6 separate regions of the Mus musculus genome follow, and all the other regions are linked to region 5. The links are chromatin contacts, called in public Hi-C and promoter capture Hi-C maps. All regions are on one chromosome and are shown on one strand. The core of a region is the stretch at or near the end of the contact, and the rest is flanking DNA. Distances in the headings are between cores, read along the strand shown. Region 1 holds the start of Leng9 (leukocyte receptor cluster (LRC) member 9). Region 2 holds the start of Cnot3 (CCR4-NOT transcription complex, subunit 3). Region 3 holds the start of Zfp628 (zinc finger protein 628). Region 4 holds the start of Zfp954 (zinc finger protein 954). Region 5 holds the start of Trim28 (tripartite motif-containing 28). Region 6 holds the start of Ccdc106 (coiled-coil domain containing 106).

Evidence for each region. Promoter capture Hi-C pulls out the DNA fragments that hold promoters and counts their contacts. A called contact is a pair of places that touch in the nucleus more often than the background predicts.
Region 1: a contact with region 5 is called in a Hi-C map of uterus, with 4 times the contacts expected there. The contact joins the promoter of Leng9 here to the promoter of Trim28 in region 5. A contact is called at or near these places in 5 of 39 promoter capture datasets (cranial neural crest, frontonasal cranial neural crest, hippocampal neurons and 2 more) and 5 of 484 Hi-C or Micro-C datasets (CD4 T cells, CD8 T cells, cortical neurons and 2 more).
Region 2: a contact with region 5 is called in a promoter capture Hi-C map of cranial neural crest. The contact joins the promoter of Cnot3 here to the promoter of Trim28 in region 5. A contact is called at or near these places in 3 of 39 promoter capture datasets (cranial neural crest, frontonasal cranial neural crest and maxillary cranial neural crest) and 1 of 484 Hi-C or Micro-C datasets (B cells).
Region 3: a promoter capture Hi-C map of cranial neural crest shows a contact between it and region 5. The contact joins the promoter of Zfp628 here to the promoter of Trim28 in region 5. A contact is called at or near these places in 3 of 39 promoter capture datasets (cranial neural crest, frontonasal cranial neural crest and maxillary cranial neural crest) and 1 of 484 Hi-C or Micro-C datasets (B cells).
Region 4: a promoter capture Hi-C map of pre-B cells shows a contact between it and region 5. The contact joins the promoter of Zfp954 here to the promoter of Trim28 in region 5. A contact is called at or near these places in 3 of 39 promoter capture datasets (cranial neural crest, frontonasal cranial neural crest and pre-B cells).
Region 6: a contact with region 5 is called in a promoter capture Hi-C map of second pharyngeal arch cranial neural crest. The contact joins the promoter of Ccdc106 here to the promoter of Trim28 in region 5. A contact is called at or near these places in 3 of 39 promoter capture datasets (cranial neural crest, frontonasal cranial neural crest and second pharyngeal arch cranial neural crest) and 8 of 484 Hi-C or Micro-C datasets (B cells, CD4 T cells, Th1 cells and 5 more).

Annotation. Positions count from the first base shown.
Region 1 is chr7:4,148,433-4,151,132 of GRCm38.p6, reverse strand. It overlaps Leng9 (leukocyte receptor cluster (LRC) member 9), which reads left to right and starts at 1,261. Exons shown (of 1, transcript NM_175529.3): 1 at 1,261-2,700. The coding sequence starts at 1,458.
Region 2 is chr7:3,643,857-3,646,556 of GRCm38.p6, reverse strand. Cnot3 (CCR4-NOT transcription complex, subunit 3) reads right to left here and starts at 1,288. Exons shown (of 18, transcript NM_146176.3): 1 at 973-1,288. Gm15927 (a long non-coding RNA gene) reads left to right here and starts at 2,212. Exons shown (of 6, transcript XR_003946711.1): 1 at 2,212-2,304; 2 at 2,388-2,700.
Region 3 is chr7:4,913,947-4,916,646 of GRCm38.p6, reverse strand. It overlaps Zfp628 (zinc finger protein 628), which reads right to left and starts at 1,430. Exons shown (of 3, transcript NM_170759.2): 1 at 1,242-1,430.
Region 4 is chr7:7,120,179-7,122,878 of GRCm38.p6, reverse strand. It overlaps Zfp954 (zinc finger protein 954), which reads left to right and starts at 1,403. Exons shown (of 5, transcript NM_172738.3): 1 at 1,403-1,656. The coding sequence starts at 1,579.
Region 5 is chr7:13,022,825-13,025,524 of GRCm38.p6, reverse strand. It overlaps Trim28 (tripartite motif-containing 28), which reads right to left and starts at 1,373. Exons shown (of 17, transcript NM_011588.3): 1 at 464-1,373; 2 at 109-221. The coding sequence starts at 806. Gm31649 reads left to right here and starts at 936. Exons shown (of 1, transcript XM_006540453.4): 1 at 936-1,817. The coding sequence starts at 980. The coding sequence ends at 1,525.
Region 6 is chr7:5,055,361-5,058,060 of GRCm38.p6, reverse strand. It overlaps Ccdc106 (coiled-coil domain containing 106), which reads right to left and starts at 1,335. Exons shown (of 5, transcript NM_146178.2): 1 at 402-1,335; 2 at 158-262; 3 at 1-69. The coding sequence starts at 432. It overlaps Gm15510 (predicted gene 15510), which reads left to right and starts at 945. Exons shown (of 4, transcript NR_166619.1): 1 at 945-1,308.

The sequences.
Region 1 (2,700 bases), core at 12-2,511, 8.9 Mb after region 5:
TGTAATGCCCCTCCCCAAAGGCGGAGTCTCTACCACAGTCCTATTCATCCCTCAAACCTTGACCGATCCTCACTACCACCTGGATAAAGTCCAACACCCGTGACAGCTGCTATCTGGCATAAAGAGTCACAGTCGCCTGGCCATCCACTTCCCTCCAGGTGCACTCTGACTGGGCGGCGCTTCCCTGCAAAGGGAAGCGGTTGGCGAGCCTTTGGAGCCACGAGGGTGTGGTTCCCGTGGGAAGGGCTTCAGGTCCCACCAACTGTGTGTCGCCCTGCGGGAGGCTGTTGCGTTACAAATCTGGGCACAAAGTTCAGCCTGAGACGTCCAGATATTTTAACATCTAGAGGTGCAGGACTGCCCGAACCTATATCGGGAGGGGGGTGAAGCAAAATTCTCAAAGGTTTTCAGAGGGGAGGAACAATTAGAATTAGTCTCTGGGTTTGTTTTGGGACGGGGCTATCTTAGGTCCCTAGAGGGATAAGACCAATTTAAATTAACCGAACCAGAGGTAGAGTAAGGGTTTTTATAGTTTCCAAAAGGGTGGGTCGTATATTTCAAACGTTAGGCTGGTGACAGGAGTAAAACCCGACCTCTACAAGGAGGCACAGGAGAAACCATTTCACCATGGTTGAGTCCAGGATAAGACCAATGAGGGGCGGAGCATGTGTAAAACAATCAGGTGGAGTGAGGCCAAGGTAAAGGGGTGAGGCTCCCAGGAAAGACATTTATAAATAACTTGACAGAGGCAGAACCAGGAGTCACTTTATTCGTTATGAGGTGTGGCATGTAAGATAATCAATTGCATGGGAGCTGGCTACAAACTTTAAAGACGGTTGGGGGCGGGGCCAAGACCGCTGAGTCCCACTCCTCTCCTCCCAACGAAGCTGCGGTGTTCAGGTAAATCAGTTGCTGCCCTGCCAGGCTCCCTAGAGGTCTCGAGAGGCTGAGCAGATGCAAAGTATCTGGAGGCGGCCGGAGGGGTTGTCTAAGCCCTACCCCCACCCAGGCTGCGGAGTATATGTAAATCGGATGCGGAGAAGCCTTTCTTGGGGCCCTGACAGCGGTGGGGCACTTGTCAAGTATTTGCTAAACTGTCTCGCTAAAGTCCCCAAAGGGAGAAGTTGTATGGAATAAGACGTGACTCCCTGGATGTCCAGAGAGAAGCTTGACGCACACATAAATTGGCTGGTTGGGCGGGGCCAGGCTCTTTAAGACTCCCTGAGGGGCTGGACATATGTAAATCATTTCAGGCGGGGCAAGAGGGGGTTCCCAGTGGCTTACAAACCCGGTACGCGTAAATAAACTGGACTTGAAATTAGAGCTCCAGAGCCCGTGTTACATTCTGACGCCCTGCCTGGTCCTTTGGCCTCCTTCCACCTGAGGCGGGAGGGGTTCCTGGCGTCACAGTTGGAGATCAACGCTGCAGACAGAGACCGCTTAGTGCGTGAAGGCCCATGGAGGCCTCGGCCGATTCCTCTGAGGCCCCCGCGGTCTGCCGCTTCTTCCTAGAGGGCCGCTGTCGCTTCGGTGCGCGCTGCCGTCAGCCACATCCCGGGGCCCCGGCGCCGTCCCCGGTGGTTACGCAACCGGAGGCTGGGTCCAAGAAGCCGGCTCTGCGTACTGCTGCTGACGTCATCCGACGCATCCGCTGGGACCCGCGCCTGGACCCTGCTGACTTTTCGGTGGGCTACACCGACCGCTTCCTGGGAGTGCAGGAAGAGCCATTCTGCGCCTTCTGCTGGGACGAGCCGCTGGCAGCGCTCGGACCTGGCGTGTTGGCAGTGCCGCAGCACCGCATACGCTACTTCCGCTTCCGCGGCCGCCTGGTATGGGACCGTGCCTCCCGTACTGACCTCATTTTTGGATCGGGCTCTGTGGCTGGTCGGGGACCCACTATCCTTGATGCGCTGGACGGCGGGGACGAGCATTGGACAGAGGTCACGGCAGAAATTCCCGACACAGAGAAAACAGGGGTGGGTTTAGAGGGTCTGGATACCCAGGATGCCCTTGCAGAGGCGGGTGGAAACCCGACCGGAACAGGTCTTGATTCGGGCCTGGAGACACACGAAGAGGGTGGGGCAATCAAAGAGACCAGAACTGGGCTTGATTCCAGCCTGGAGACACCTGAAGTGGATGGGCCAACCAAAGAGACCGGGCTGAATGGGACCACTGAGTTAGAAATGCCAGACCCAAGCATGAACTTCTCAGGAGTGAAGATCAGCTCAGTAGAGGAGCCCAGAGCTACATTGCTTCCACAGTGGCAGGCGCAGGGCATGGAAACGAAAGGGCTTTCTGCTGAAGAGATGGGAAATGTGTGGGATCCAGGTGTTTGGCCTGACGACAGAAGGGCCCCTCGCCAGCCCCGGCCCACACATTTTGTGGCACTGATGGTGACAGAGTCTGGGCTTAGGGCTGAGGTGGTCAAGGCCCAAGAGCATCTGGTCCGGATTGCCCCTTCTTGTGCTGAGTTCCTGGTACCAGCACAGGCCCTGCACTTGACAGTGGTCTTGCTAAGGCTGACAGGCCCTGGGGAGGAGGCTGCAGCAGCTAGAGCTCTTCGGAGAGCCATCTTGAAACCAGGGCTTCAGGCACCCTCCCAGCTACAGTTCAGGGACTTGGTTCTTCTGGGCCATCATGTGCTCTGTGCCACACCCTCCCCCACACTGACAGGTATGGCCCAAACACTGAATCAGAGGC
Region 2 (2,700 bases), core at 39-2,538, 9.4 Mb after region 5:
AATCCTAAGAGGGATGACAGTCCCGGAACCGAGATACAGCTGTTTAGAAGTGCTTCAACTGTCCCAACAGAAGAGCACCAACAACTGAAAGCATGGGAGCTCGCATTCCACCGACCCAGATCTAGAAAGAAAAGCTAAGCGGTCCTCACCACACACAGCAATACCTAACCACTTAGGAAGCTTCACCCACCGAGGCAGACCGTGCATCGTAGTGGAGCCTGCATCCCCAAAGCTAGAGTCCACTGATACCCCACCTCAAAGATGCAAAAGATGTGAAGCCAGGAAGTGAGCAATACGGTACAGTCCTGAATCCAAGGTTTGGGGAGGGAGTGTTAAAACAAAACACACACACACACACACACACACACACACACACACTCACAAACCCCATGCTTCCTTAAAAAGAAGATTGGTGGAAAGGGACCTCTAGGAGACTTCACTGCTAGAGCTGTAAGGACTAGGTGGAAACTTTGGCTTAGGCTCCAACTCACAACGTTAACTGCACCCTCGGGTCTTGGGGACTTTTTCCTCCACAAGATCCATCTCTTCCAAAGAGGCTTCCCCCTATCAAGACACCAACAAGCTGGAGCTTTCGGGTGCACTGAGGCAACGCTCCCGAATGGAGCTCCCGGGGAAGGCATGACTGCAGGAGTGGGCCCCGCGCCCAGAGCAGAAAGACCCCTCCGCGGCCCGCAGCGCGCCCACCGCTCCAAGCCCAGCCAGACGCGGAGGAGGACGGGCACCTCGCACCCGGGGCCGGCGCTCTGCCACGCGGGAGTCCGGACGCGGGAGGACAGAGAGAGGAGAGGGTCCCCGCCCGCCCGAGCCGAAGCTGGGCCCGAGCGCGCGGCTTGGGCCCGGCGGGAGCTGAGGCCGTGTCGCGACAGGCAGCAGGGTCGCGGAGCAAGAAGTCGGCCGATGGAGCTGAGGGAAGAGGGAAAGGGGTCCGGCCCAGTCGAACCTGACGCTCACCGCAGGAGCTGGCGCCGCCGCTGCGGAGCGTATCGCGACAGGCGAGGAGGGGGGAGAGAGAGGCGAGCGCCCGCCCGCCGCCTTTTTTTTTTTTTTTTTTCCTCTTTCCTCGCGCCCCGAGCCCGGGCGCTATCGCGATAAGAGGGCGCGAAAGCCGGAAGTAGGGTTGGGTTGTTGATAGAGGAAGTGGGCCCGGGATTGTTCTAGACGACCGAGTAGGGGATTCAGGGATCAAGGAAAGGCCCGGCAGCGGCTGCCGACGGCTCCACGGAAGCTGAACGGGCCCGGTCCAAGATGGCGGCGGCGGAGGCCTCCCCTCCTCTCTTCTCCTCTCTGGCGCCGGCCCGCCCCCGAGCCCCGAATATAGGTCCGTCATTGCTCCCGCAGTACGTCGCTCTGCGCCGTTAGGCGCGCCCCATTGGTTCCTAGCGAGAATGAGGCCAACCTCTTCATTATGATTGGCTGATCTCGGCAAGGCGCGGCGTTCGATTGGCCTCCCGCTCAGCTTGCTTGGATTGGCTCGGGTATTTCTTCCCAGCTCCTCCTCCTCCTCCCCTCCTCGGAGCACAACACGCCAGCGCGAGGACCTGGGTGTCAATCAGGAAGCCTGTGTCGTGCTGATTGGATGTGTCCGCCCCCTTACCCTAAATCAATTGGCAGCGGGGAGGAGTCAGGGTGAGGGGCGGGAAGTTACTCGTCAAGTTTAAAGGCAGCTGTAATTGGTTGCGAGGTGTATTCTACCCTGAACTCATTGGTTAGCTATGAATGTGGGTAGAGGAAAACGACAAAAAGCATAGCGTGTGAGTGTTAAAGGAAGCTTATCTAGTGGGAGACGGAGAGGTGCCAGAGGGTTGGGGATAGTAAACCCAAGTCATCTACCAATCAAAAGAGCCGCCAGCCCTAAGGGGAGGAGCTAGACAAACACCCCGCCCCTTCCCTCGGTTAGCCAATAGGGTAGCTATTAACCTGCCGACAGGTGTGGTTGTCGGAGCATCCTTCCTTTGCCTGTCTAGGCTGTTATCTGATCCTCGTAGTTATTCCCCAAGCGCGTTTGCTTGGTATATCTCTAAAACTCAGTGCTTTCTAAAGGATGAAAGAAAGAAAGAAGGAATCAGGAACATTGCAGAAGCGACTGAGAAACACAAGGCGTGGGACTGACGTTTCTCTGGTTAAGTTAGCAGACTGGGACCTTCCCTGGAGTTGCAAGGACTCCAGCTGTAGAGGAAACTGCGCTTTGCCCTACCTCGGTTACATCTGTAATGACTACTCACTAGAGTTCTGCTATGCTTCTTAAGGAGTAAACTTCTCCGACCACCCTTGCCGAGTGCTTAGGTGAGCCTCTGGTTTAATTTTGTTTGATTCCTGCCGTTTTTACACATACTTGAGTCTCACTCTCTGGATTTCTCGTTGTTTAGTACCCATGAAGCACTCCATAGCCCTTTGCTGACTAGGTTGCAAACGTGAGCACCACGTTTTCATGAATTGGGGAAACTCGATCTATCTCTGCCTACTATGTGGAGGAAAAGAAGATAAATCCACACTTGAAGAGAACGTGCACGTGCATTTCACCGCATCAGAATGGCATGAAGCAAGAGAGAAAAAATGGCTTATAAAAAGGCATATTCTTCGGCTGGAAAGATGGCTCAGCAGTTAAGAACATTTTCCTGCAGAGGACCAGTTCCCACAGGGTGGCTTGCATGCTTGTAACTTCAGTTCCAGATCTGACTC
Region 3 (2,700 bases), core at 181-2,680, 8.1 Mb after region 5:
CTACCTAGACCAGGCTGGCCTCGAACTCAGATGTCTGCATCTGCCTCCTGAGTGCTGGGCTCAAAGGCGTGCATCACCACCACCCTAGCCAGGACTTCTCAACCTCACCAGCACAGAGATTTGGAGACAGGTCATTCTTTGTCAGAGGGGCTGTCTAATAAATGGATGGGTGTTCATCAGGATTCCTGACTCAATAGGATGGATGCCACTGGTAACAAAACACAGTGCCAGCTTGACCCTTCCCTAGTAAATCCTGAAGTCAGTACTGCAGTGACAGTACCCCAGGACAGTCCCATCAACATATAAGTCTCTTACTGCTTGTTCTACTCTGTCAATGTTCACATCATCCAAACAGAGAACCTCTGCTTCGTTCGATCGATCGTTCTCTGATGCATCCATCACCCACCAAAACATCAGGAGAGAGCATGCTCAGTAAAGACAGTCTGAGTGAAGAGAGGGAGGCACCCCCTTTTGACAGGTTATAAAGGATTTCTTTTTCAAAGGGCAATAGGCTATGAAGGATTGTTTTTTTAAAGGGCTGTTGTTCCTTTTGGCGTGTAGGTGACAAATGAGGTTCAGAAACTGTCTGTGCCTCTGAGGCCATATCTTTTAACACAAGAGGCCCAACGGAACAGGGACCCATCTTAGCAGTGAGAGTGCCCTTTAAGCGTCTGGGCTTTACGAGGAAGCTCTTGGGGTTTGGGATGTAGCTCGGTTATTAAGGGTTAATGACTGGCATGCACAAAGCTCTGGGTTCTTGTCACAGTACACCATAGAACTGGGCGTGGTGGCACAGGCAGGCCTGTAATCCCAGCGCGCAGATGAAGGCAGCAGGATCGTAAATTTAAGGTCATTGTCAGCTATACAGTGAGTCTGACGGCATCCTAAGCTACATGAGGTTTTATCTGGGAGGGAAAAAAGATCTCTTTGTTCAGATAGTCTAGGGACCAGCAGAATTATGAAACTTTTCCTTCAATGTTTGGGAAACTATCACCCGCTTTTAAGGAAATAACCCCCTTTTAGGAGAAAGGGGAGAAGGGAAAGGGCAGGAAGCTTTGCAAAAATGCAGCTAAACACACTGTCCTTACCCCTTTAAGAGGGCGGAGCCGGCCTAACAGATTAAATATCGGAGGCGAAATAGCGACCTTCCCTTTAAGGTACCCCTTCCGGTTTCCCGCTCGCCGTTCTCCAAACGACTCCGCCCTCCGGCCCTTCCCCCACCGCGCCCTCCGGTCTCTCACCTGTGGCCCCGGTCGGGGAGGGGGATCAAGGAGAACCCCAGGGCCTTCCCGCGGGGGCTGACGGGAAGCGGGGCCCGGCACAGCGCTGCGGGACCCGCGGCCCGGGAGGGGGCGGGGGCGCGCTCCCTCCCCACGGCCCCCGGCGCGAGGCACTCAACCTTTATCGGCGGCCTCTCGCGCACACAAACCCCGCCGCCGCCGCCTTCGTGCGTCATGACGCAACGCGCCAAGCCCGGCCCGGCCCCACCCACTGCTGGGGTTCGCCAGATGCAGAATCCCGGGGGTCCAAGCCTCAGGCCCGTGGTGTACACGCAGACCCTGTTCCCTCGTGCTGGGAAGGAAACTGAGGCACTCAACCTTCCTGCATGGCCTGGGATGGCCTGGGTCTCGGGAGTCTGAGTTGCCCCTACAAGCCTGCTTTTTTTCCCCTGCCTGCTGGTATCTGGGGCCAAGCTTGCTTTCTGAGCCTGTGCTGAGACTTTCGGATAGATTATTTTTGTTGTCTTAATTGTTTTTTGTTTTTGTTTTTTACTTTTTGAGACAATGGGCTCTTGTAGGCTCATGTAGCACGGGCTGGCCTTGAATTTTTTTTTTTTTTTCCGAGACAGTCCTGGAACTCTGTAGACCAGGCTGGACTCGAATTCAGAAATCCTCCTGCCTCTGCCTCCCAAGTGCTGGGATTAAAGGTGTGCGCCACCACTGCCCGGCTGCCTTTTTCTTAAGATCTATTTATTTTTACCTTCTCTGTATATGTGAGTTCCCACATGCATGTCTGTGCACCCCATGTGTGCCTGGTGCCTGAGGAAGCCAAAACAGAGTGTCAGATCCTTTGGAGCTAGAGTTACAGGGCAGTTGTGAACTGTCTGGTGTGGTCCCAAGGAACCGAAGCCCAGTCCTCTGTAAAACTAGCAGTTGTTCTTAACTACAAAGCTATCACCCCAGCCCTAACTTAGAGGGCTGGTGAGATGGCTCAGACTGATGGTACTGATGCTCGCTGCCCAGTGAAGCCATAGAGGAGTCTTAATCCAGCAACATGGCTATTGTGGCTGGAACACAGATATGACCTTAGTACACACCTTTAATTCCAGGAGACAGAGGCAAGCAGATCTCTTTGAGTCCAAGGCCAGCCTGGAATAGAGCAAGTTTCAGGTAAGGAAAAGCTTAGGACCAGGTTTGGTGGTGCATGCCTTTAATCCCAGCACTCAGGAGATAGAGGCATGTAGATCTCTGAGTTCTAGGCAACCAGTTCAGTTGAATCAGTGAGTTGAGAGGCTATGCAGAGGAGTTCAGAGGTAGTTTTCATAGAGATGGTTTTATAGAGACAAGTTGCAGGTGAAGACACAATGAGCCAGAGAATAAAAAGAAGCCAAATTAGAACAGATTTCTAGAGTTAGTTTGAGGTCAAGCAGAGCAATTCAGTCAGAAGCTGAGAGAATCAGTCACTTTGGAGAGGTGTTTA
Region 4 (2,700 bases), core at 154-2,653, 5.9 Mb after region 5:
CCATCTTATACTGTACCACTTTGTGGAGCTGGTGCTTGCCACATTGCTTGCAGAAAGTCTGGAGTATCTTAGTAATGTTCACATGTTTACAGGAGTAGTACTGGCACAGAAAGGAAATACAATCTTCAGGAGAGTAAAAATAAAAACAATAAAAACAACCTTCTAGGACTGGATTGCTATCAGGGACATCAGCCCTGTGCCTGGGCTCATTATCCAGACCCCAGGGTTCTGTAACATCAGTAGACCGGGGACCATGTACCATCTCATCTGCATCAAGAGTTTGCAGCCCAGCTGACCCAGCTGACCTGAGAGGCTCATGAATAGAGGCATTCCTACTTAAGGCTTAGAATCAGTCACACTAAGGCAGCAGATTTCAGACTTGTCCAGATGTCAGAAGACAAAACCTATCTCCGCTCCTACCTTCCAACCTTGTTTTTCTTTTAGTAAAAGGGTTTCTTGTGTATTACTGGAAATTGCTCTGTAGAGAAAGTTAGCCTTGAACTCCAAGATCCATTTGTCTCTGCCTCTCAAGTGCTGGAATTAAAGGTGTATGAGCCATCTCTTCTGGGTATTGTAGTTCAGACAATGTGGACCATGGGAAACCGGGACAGTTGCAGAAGGGGAAAGTGGAGAAGCGATATGCATGAAATTAACAGGACTTCTGCGGACACTGTCATGATTACAGATACGCCCGTGTTCGCATTTTCCAGAGCAGTCTTGGGGGGGGGGGGGAGTACAGCAAAGCTTCCTAAATGTTCCTAAATGTTCCTTTAATTTTCTCTTAGCACAATAGAAGCATTAATCCTGACGACTCCATAGTGGTGTGAGAAGTGTCTGAATCTAGAGTCCTGTGGTGAAGGAATCTTTGAATCCAATCCAAACATGTCCTTTTCCCCTCTTCCATGGTCACCATTTCTGTATTTATTAGCCCACGAACCTGGCGAGTATCATTTCACACAAGGCAAATGTCTCAAATGCAAAATTCAACTTTGCCCGTCTCCTGTATTTCTAGACATCAAATAAAACAAGGTTTCACTATGTAGCCCTGTCTGGCCTGGAACACACTATGACAGCTTCGAAAACACAGAAATCTACCTGCCTCTGCCTGCAGTTCTGTAATTTAAGAGTTCCAGCAAGCCTGACCTTGTGACTCAGCCTCTACTATTTCTAATCCACATCTAACTCACCTAAGGTAGAAAACGGTGTGGAGAAAATAGTCTCCACGCCAGTGCCAAGAAATCCACTGAAACTTGGTCTTGTCAAGCAGGGCAGTTGTGTCCGGATCGCAGAAATTTGCTCCTGCATGAACTACATTGCCCAGAAAACATTGCATGAAACTCAGCCAATGAAAATGGGCATTTCAGCGACGGCGAGAACCGTTGGGCGGGACTTTTGGCTTTGCGTGCTGGAGGTTCTTTGTAACTTCCTGGACCCGTCAGTATGGCTCACAGAAAACTGGTGTCATCTGCTTTGGCCATGGCAGGAAAGCCGGCACGTTAAAAGCGTTTGTCCCCCGTCACAGAGACGGATCTGAGGTTTGCGACAGCTCGTGTGATCTGATCCAGGCTTCGAGTGCGGATGGCGACTTCCCAGGGCCCCACCATCCTCTGGAGCCCGATGGTGATTGTGGAGGCTGCGGGTGGAGCCCTGCCCCAGGTGAGTGCCTAGTGATCGCCCACCTACCTGAGTTCTAGAGCACTGAGATCTGGGTCAGGAGCCAACAGGGCAGACGTTCATGTCCCCGACTGTAGGGTACGGATGAACGAAATAATGTTTTTTGACATCTGTGTGCTAGATCGCTAGAGCCATCCCCTCTGACTCACAGTGCCTGTTGGACTGTACCTCCCAAGGCTTGTGGGCGGGCCTGAGCTCGGAGACAGAGCCCTGGGGTGACCTCTACTGGCGTTTTAGATGAGGGAAAAAGGGCCCAGTACCCCTAAGGACCTGACTTTTGTTTATAGAGAGACTGGTAGCCATGGAAGATTTGAACAGAGGTGAAACTTGATCTATTCAAACTTTCCCAAGCATCTCCGGGGGAATATTGAGCAAGGATGAAGTTATGTGGATGGAGACAGAGATCTATGAATCCTTAGGTAAATGCTGTGGACTAATGCAGCAGTTAGGGTTGTAGACCATAGAGGGAGAGATTAGTCTTCAAATATCTGAATTTTTTTGAGACATATGTAAACGAGGCTATGTAAACGAGGCTAGAATCAAACTTGCAATCCTTTAGAGTGATTGGATTAAAGGCAGGACCTCCCACTTCCTGCTTGTTTGACTTTAAAGTAGTACTTTCTTTCCCTTTTATTATTCATTCATTCATTTACTTACTTACTTACTTACTTATGTGAAAACATTCAGCATTTAACTAAAGTCTGCTGTGTTAACTACTTTTCCCCCTGGAACTCAGGTCTGGCTGGCCTATGTAGCCAGTGCTTGCCTCAGTCTCCGAGATCTGCCTTCCTTTGCCTTCCAAGTGTTGCAGTTAAAGGGATGCACACCATGCTTACCCAATAACTTTTTTTTTTCATTTTCCCCTTGGCTTTTTATAGAGACAGGGTTTCTCTGTGTAGCCCTGACTGTCCTGGAACTCTCTCTGTAAATCAGCCTAGCCCTGAACTCAAAGATCTACCTGTCTCTGCCTCCCTAGTTCTGGCATTAAAGGAGCGTGCCACCACTGCCTGACATCTTTTTTGGTTT
Region 5 (2,700 bases), core at 124-2,623:
CCCAGACACTGAGACCGCATAAGGATACAATCCAAACTAGTGAAGATGGTGAGAGGCTCTGGAAAAGGTCACGCTTCCCTCTTCCCCAAGATTTCCCACAGGACATACCTGGTTAGCATCCTGGGAATCAGAAGAGGCCTTACTGCCACTATCACGCATAAAATAATTCTCCACGATGTCTTTGGAGTAGCACTGCTGTTTGCACACTGGACAATCCACCACTGCCAAGATAAAAATGGGAATGCATGCACACCCTCTGATTTCTTGACATCTCCCATCACATTCTGCACCTCGGTGTCCAGACCTGGTAACGGGCATTGGCAGAGGCCAGGACCCGTTCCCCGCCCCCTCTTAAACCAGCAGGCCTACTTAACCCTACCCGGGCCCCCATACTCTCGCACAGGCGCAGTCCCGAGCACGGGCTGCGAGGAGGGGGAGGGGCACCTGGCCACCCAGTACTCACTAGCGCCGTCGCCCGCCGAGCCGCCATCCCCCGAATTATTCGCTGCGGCGGGTGTAGCGGGGCCCAGGCAGGCACTGCAGGCCGAATGTAGACAGGGCAGCAGCCGAGGATCCCGCTCGGGCCGCAGGCGCTCGCGACACACGCCGCAGTGCTCCAGAAGCTCCTGCGCCTCGCCACCGCCCCCCGCAGGGGACGACGCGGCTGCAGAGGCCGCCGCGGCTGAGGAAGCAGCCGGACGCTTCTCACCGCCCGCCGAGCCCTCGCCCGACCCTGGGCTACCAGAGGCCGCCGAGGCGGCCGTCGCGGCCGAGGCCGCTGCAGTCGCTGCCGCCGAGGCCGCCATTCACACGCCGCCGGGGGGGTGGGGGGGCCGCCCAGGGGAGGAGGGGCACGGAGCCCGCTGCGCAGGCGCAAGTGCGCTCGCCGCCAACGGCCAGGCAGCCGCCGATGCCGCGAGGCCGAGCGCCGCCACGCGTCTCCTGGGCCGACGCCCGCCGCGCCCCAGGCGCTGTCGAGATGCGGCCAAGCCGCTGGCTGCGGGCCTCTGTACAGACGACGGCGCCGCCACCAGCGCCGCCTCCTCCCTCGCTTCTGAGACACTCGCGCCGCAAGACTTGCGAACAACCGCCTGACCGCGCGCCGCTCGCAGAAAGAGCCGCGGCCTGGAGGCGGGACAGAAATATCTGGCGCCGACGACGCCGCGCACGCGCGTTGGGCACCGCAGCCTGGGGGCGGGGCGCAGATTACGCACGCGCCAGGGCCCTCCCTTCCACTCGCTGCCGCCCCTCTAGATCCAGAGTAGCAATGCTGCTGGTGAGGAATTCACCCGCAGAGTGCGTGCTTGACGTCTCCCATGCCCACCGCACGGTGCACCCAGGCTGGCAACCCGCGTGCTTGAGCGCGCAGGTCCTGCAGAGCCGAACCTTAGGCCCCGCCTCCTCAGCAGGCGTGGCGACGTCTGCAGCGGCAGCCTGGCCTATAGTCGGGGAAGAGGGGCGGGACAATACAGGGTGGGCGGGGCCACGGCAGAGCAAAGCGCCGGAGCCCAGGTGGAGGGGGTGAGGGGGTCTTTGCCAGGAAGTTCCCGCCGAACGTGGAGGCGGTCTTAACCCAAACTTTCTTATTGTTAAACTCGGGAAGCAGAAAGTTGTCCAAGTCAAACCGCAGATCACAGAGAGATACTGCGAAGCCATTCTGTAAAACTCTGCCCAGTCCTTCGAAAGCCCCTTCTGTGTTAGTCCTCTGCTATACTGATTTTAGTGTGATTTCTTTTTTCTTTTTTTTTGTGTGTGTGTTAGGAGAACTGAACATTTAACGCTAAGGAATTAAAGTTGGATCTGATTGATAAATCTTATCTGAGGGAGAAATAAGACCTGGGGAGGAATCTTGACTGAGGAGCTGGACCTAGGTTGAAGAATCTGATCTAAGGTAGAGGATAGCAGGATCAAGTGCGGCTAAGCGTTTCATCTCAGAAGCAGGATCAATGTGAAAAGGCAACCTGTCCCCCTTCCCAAACACTGCCGTGCTGAGAGTGGATGCCTCTGCAGCCTTGCAGTGCACTGGCAATCCGTTCGCCAGTCTGGATCTGGGCTACAGTGAGTTGTTGCCCGCAAGCAGTTCCAAGGCTCTCAACGGCAAGAGGCTACCCCTTCCGCGCGGAACCAGGTGTTCACCCACGTGGCAGCGGAGAGACGAGGAGTATCCCGCCACTGTCCCGGGTGTGGCCTTTGTTCCCAATCAGGCTGGGGGCCCAAGGCTTTGCCCCGCCCCAGCCTTTGTTCCTTCCTCGGCAGTTCAGCGCTCACCCTTCGGCGGGCCACGCCCCCACCAGACCCAGCCTCTGGACTCTCACTTCCTACCTCAAGAAAGGAGGGTATGATCTGGAAGCTGGCAAAGCAAGCACGGGGTTGGGGGGCGGGGGGAGTGCGGGCTCCCCGTAGAAATATTTGCGGAGTATTTTCACGGACTGCTGGGACTGGACTCACCAGGATAGGGTGCCTGTGAACCACGCCTACCTCAACCCCGGGAGCAGACTTTAGGGTACCAGAGACACAAGGGCAAAGTAAATAAGTGATGGGGCCTGGGAATTTGAATGGGTGGCAGACCGCTTGCTTGCCTAGGCTGTACGAAGCTGTATCCCCACCACACCAGAACCACGGCAAGGGGTGGGAAAGAGCGGTGATGGAGGCCTGTGAGACGGCTCAGGAACACTTGCCACCAAGCCTGACCACATGAGT
Region 6 (2,700 bases), core at 86-2,585, 8.0 Mb after region 5:
GTGCCATGTGCAGCTGGGCCTTAACACTGCTCATCAGGGCCAGGGTTGGGGAGGCGCCCTCTGGAGGCTCTAAGAACAGCAGGGACGGAGGTCATGCCCCAGGGTGAGGCAGTACCCCACCTGACTCCAGTCCCTCCAATGCCCTTTCTCAGCTCACCCTCAACATTTCTCCGAGACGGACTCAGACGGTATAAGATTTGTGAGTCTAAGTGGGGTGCCTCTTCAAAGGGAATGGAGATCTCAAAGGTCTCTTCGTCCTTCACTGCAGAGAGGTCAGCAGAGGTCACCCCAGAAGTGGCCTGAACCTTATAGACCACCCCCAACCATTGCTGTCCCATGGACAGAGGGAACCAGAATGTCAGACCAAGGATGGGAAAAGAAAGGGTCCCCAGGTGCCTCACTTGTCCGCCAACGGTTGTTTCTGTCATTCATATCGAGGAGGCTTCCTGCAGACCCAGCAACTGAGCCCTTGGGGGCACTGGACAGAAGCAGGTCACCAAAAGTCGGCAGTCCCTGGAGAGGTGGAATACCTGTCCCTCCGGAGTAAGGAAGGATCACCAGTCTGAGGGAGGAAAGGACCCATACTTCTGGACAGAGTCAGAGGCTTCCAAAGTATGTACCCAGAGCGAGGGGGCTCAGCGAGAGGAATCTTGGTTGTGAAGGGGCTCGGCCCTTAAATTCTTTGGTTCCTCGTGGGGTCAACACCACAGGGAGACCTGGCCTGAATGAGAAAGCCCTTCATCATGGCCCATCTCCGAACCCAATGCCATAAATGGAGAAACAACCACCCCTAACTTCCATTCTTGGGGTAGGGGGTCCATCCTGCAAGCGTTCCCCTGTCCCAGCCGCCCATTCCTCCCGCACTCGCGTGGGCGAGTAAAGCCCCTCCCCGAAGTGGGAGCTGGGCGCGTGCGCAGTGCGTGGGAGGTCACGCGTGGGGATGCGCCCCCACCCTTTGTCCCACAAGTGGGAGGGGGCGACCGTGGCGAAGGGTCCCAGAATGGGCAACCGGCATGGGGGTGTCGACCGTGGGCACCGTTCCCCGCCTTTGGGTGCTCAGGGTACAAGGGGCCGAGGCCCCGCTCTCACCCACCCGCGCACGGACTCCAGCCCCGGGACCGACGGCAGTGGCGGCGCCCATGCCCAGCGCAGGGGAGCGTCTGCAAAGTGTCGCGGAGAGAAGCGCCCACCCACCAGTAAGCGGGCGTAGCGGCAGAGGAGGGGGAGAACTGGATGGCGGAGCGCGGAGACGTGGGCACTAACCGAATCAGGCCTGCCGAGCCTGGGGCGCCTCTTCCTGGAGCCCAGGTGAGGCCCGCCGTTTGCGCGGAGGTCGGGACCGCACTTGCGCGATAGCCCCTTGCAACACCCCTCCAACCCCCACCCCACACACAACCCCCCCCCCCTCCTTTCCCAAAGCCTAGGCAGGGATCCTCATGAAATTCTCATCCTGCACAGCTGATGCGGTTCCGGGGGTCCTCCGGGTGAGTGGCTATGTGACCAGTGGGCCGAGAAAAGTCAGAAGGTATGAGGCAGTAAGGAAAATTGAAGTGAAATTTGAGTCTCCTTTAATGATCCCTAAGTAGCTGATTAATACATGCATACCTTTAGTCTTAGCCGCTCCAACCTACCATAACCTCCACCCACCCCCATCCACGAAAAGGATTAAAGGAATAAGAGGACCAGGATGTGAGAATGGGTTGTGTGGTGGTTACTTCTCCGCAAAGTGTGGGTCAGGAATAGCCCACACTGGAGCCACCTGTGGAACAGCTACACTCCAGTCCTTGCTCCTCATTCCTCCATGGCCTCAGTTTACTCACCTGTTCAGTGGGAAGTTACTCTTAAAAGCCTTTGAGAGGATGTAGTTGTGTGACATACCAAAGGCTCAGCCCAGAACCGGACCACTCTTGGAGCTTAAGATCCAAGCGCTGTTGATATTATTTGAAGTCAGTCGGTGTAGATGCACAGCCTTTAAGACACTCCCCCTCTCCCTTCCGCCCCAAAAGAAGTCGTGTAAAGAGGCTATCTGCATAGGGCACATACACACACACAATCAGAGGAAAGGAGCAGCGAAGACATGTTTATTAGACCTACACTGCCTCTCCGGTTCACAAGCAGCATCCTCTTTGGGGTTCTGAAGCCCTAAGAGGCATGACTTAAACCATCCTTGCAGAGGAAGACTGAATGTGTCAACCAAGACTAAGCAGTTCATTTTTACAAATAAACTGCATCCTGGGTCAGCAAGTCCAGGGGGAACCACCTGCCCTAGATCAGTATTTCAAACCACAGAGAATTGTATAAAGCCAGGTGAACTGTATAAAGCTGTGCTTATGCTCTAAGATGCTATTTTTTTAAGTATATTAATGTGGATTGTAGTTTGGGTGGGGAAGGGGTAGTGTTCAGAACCTTTTTCCCAAAGATGCTAGGAATGTTGCGCAGTGTGTAAGGTGCCTAGCATGCACAAAGCCCAGAGTTTCAGTATTCTGGAAGTGGAGGCAAGATCATAAATCCAATGTCACCCTGAACTACATTACAACCTTATCTAAATAAATAAATAAATAAATGGCAGGTTTGGGGAAACTGAAGTAGGCCTAACTCCCAGAGGAAAACGGCAGACTTTCCCATTACCCAGTCAAGGTCTTTGTTCCAGATAGCATAAACTAAAATGTCTCCCAAAATGTAAGTAAGGATTGAGAATGG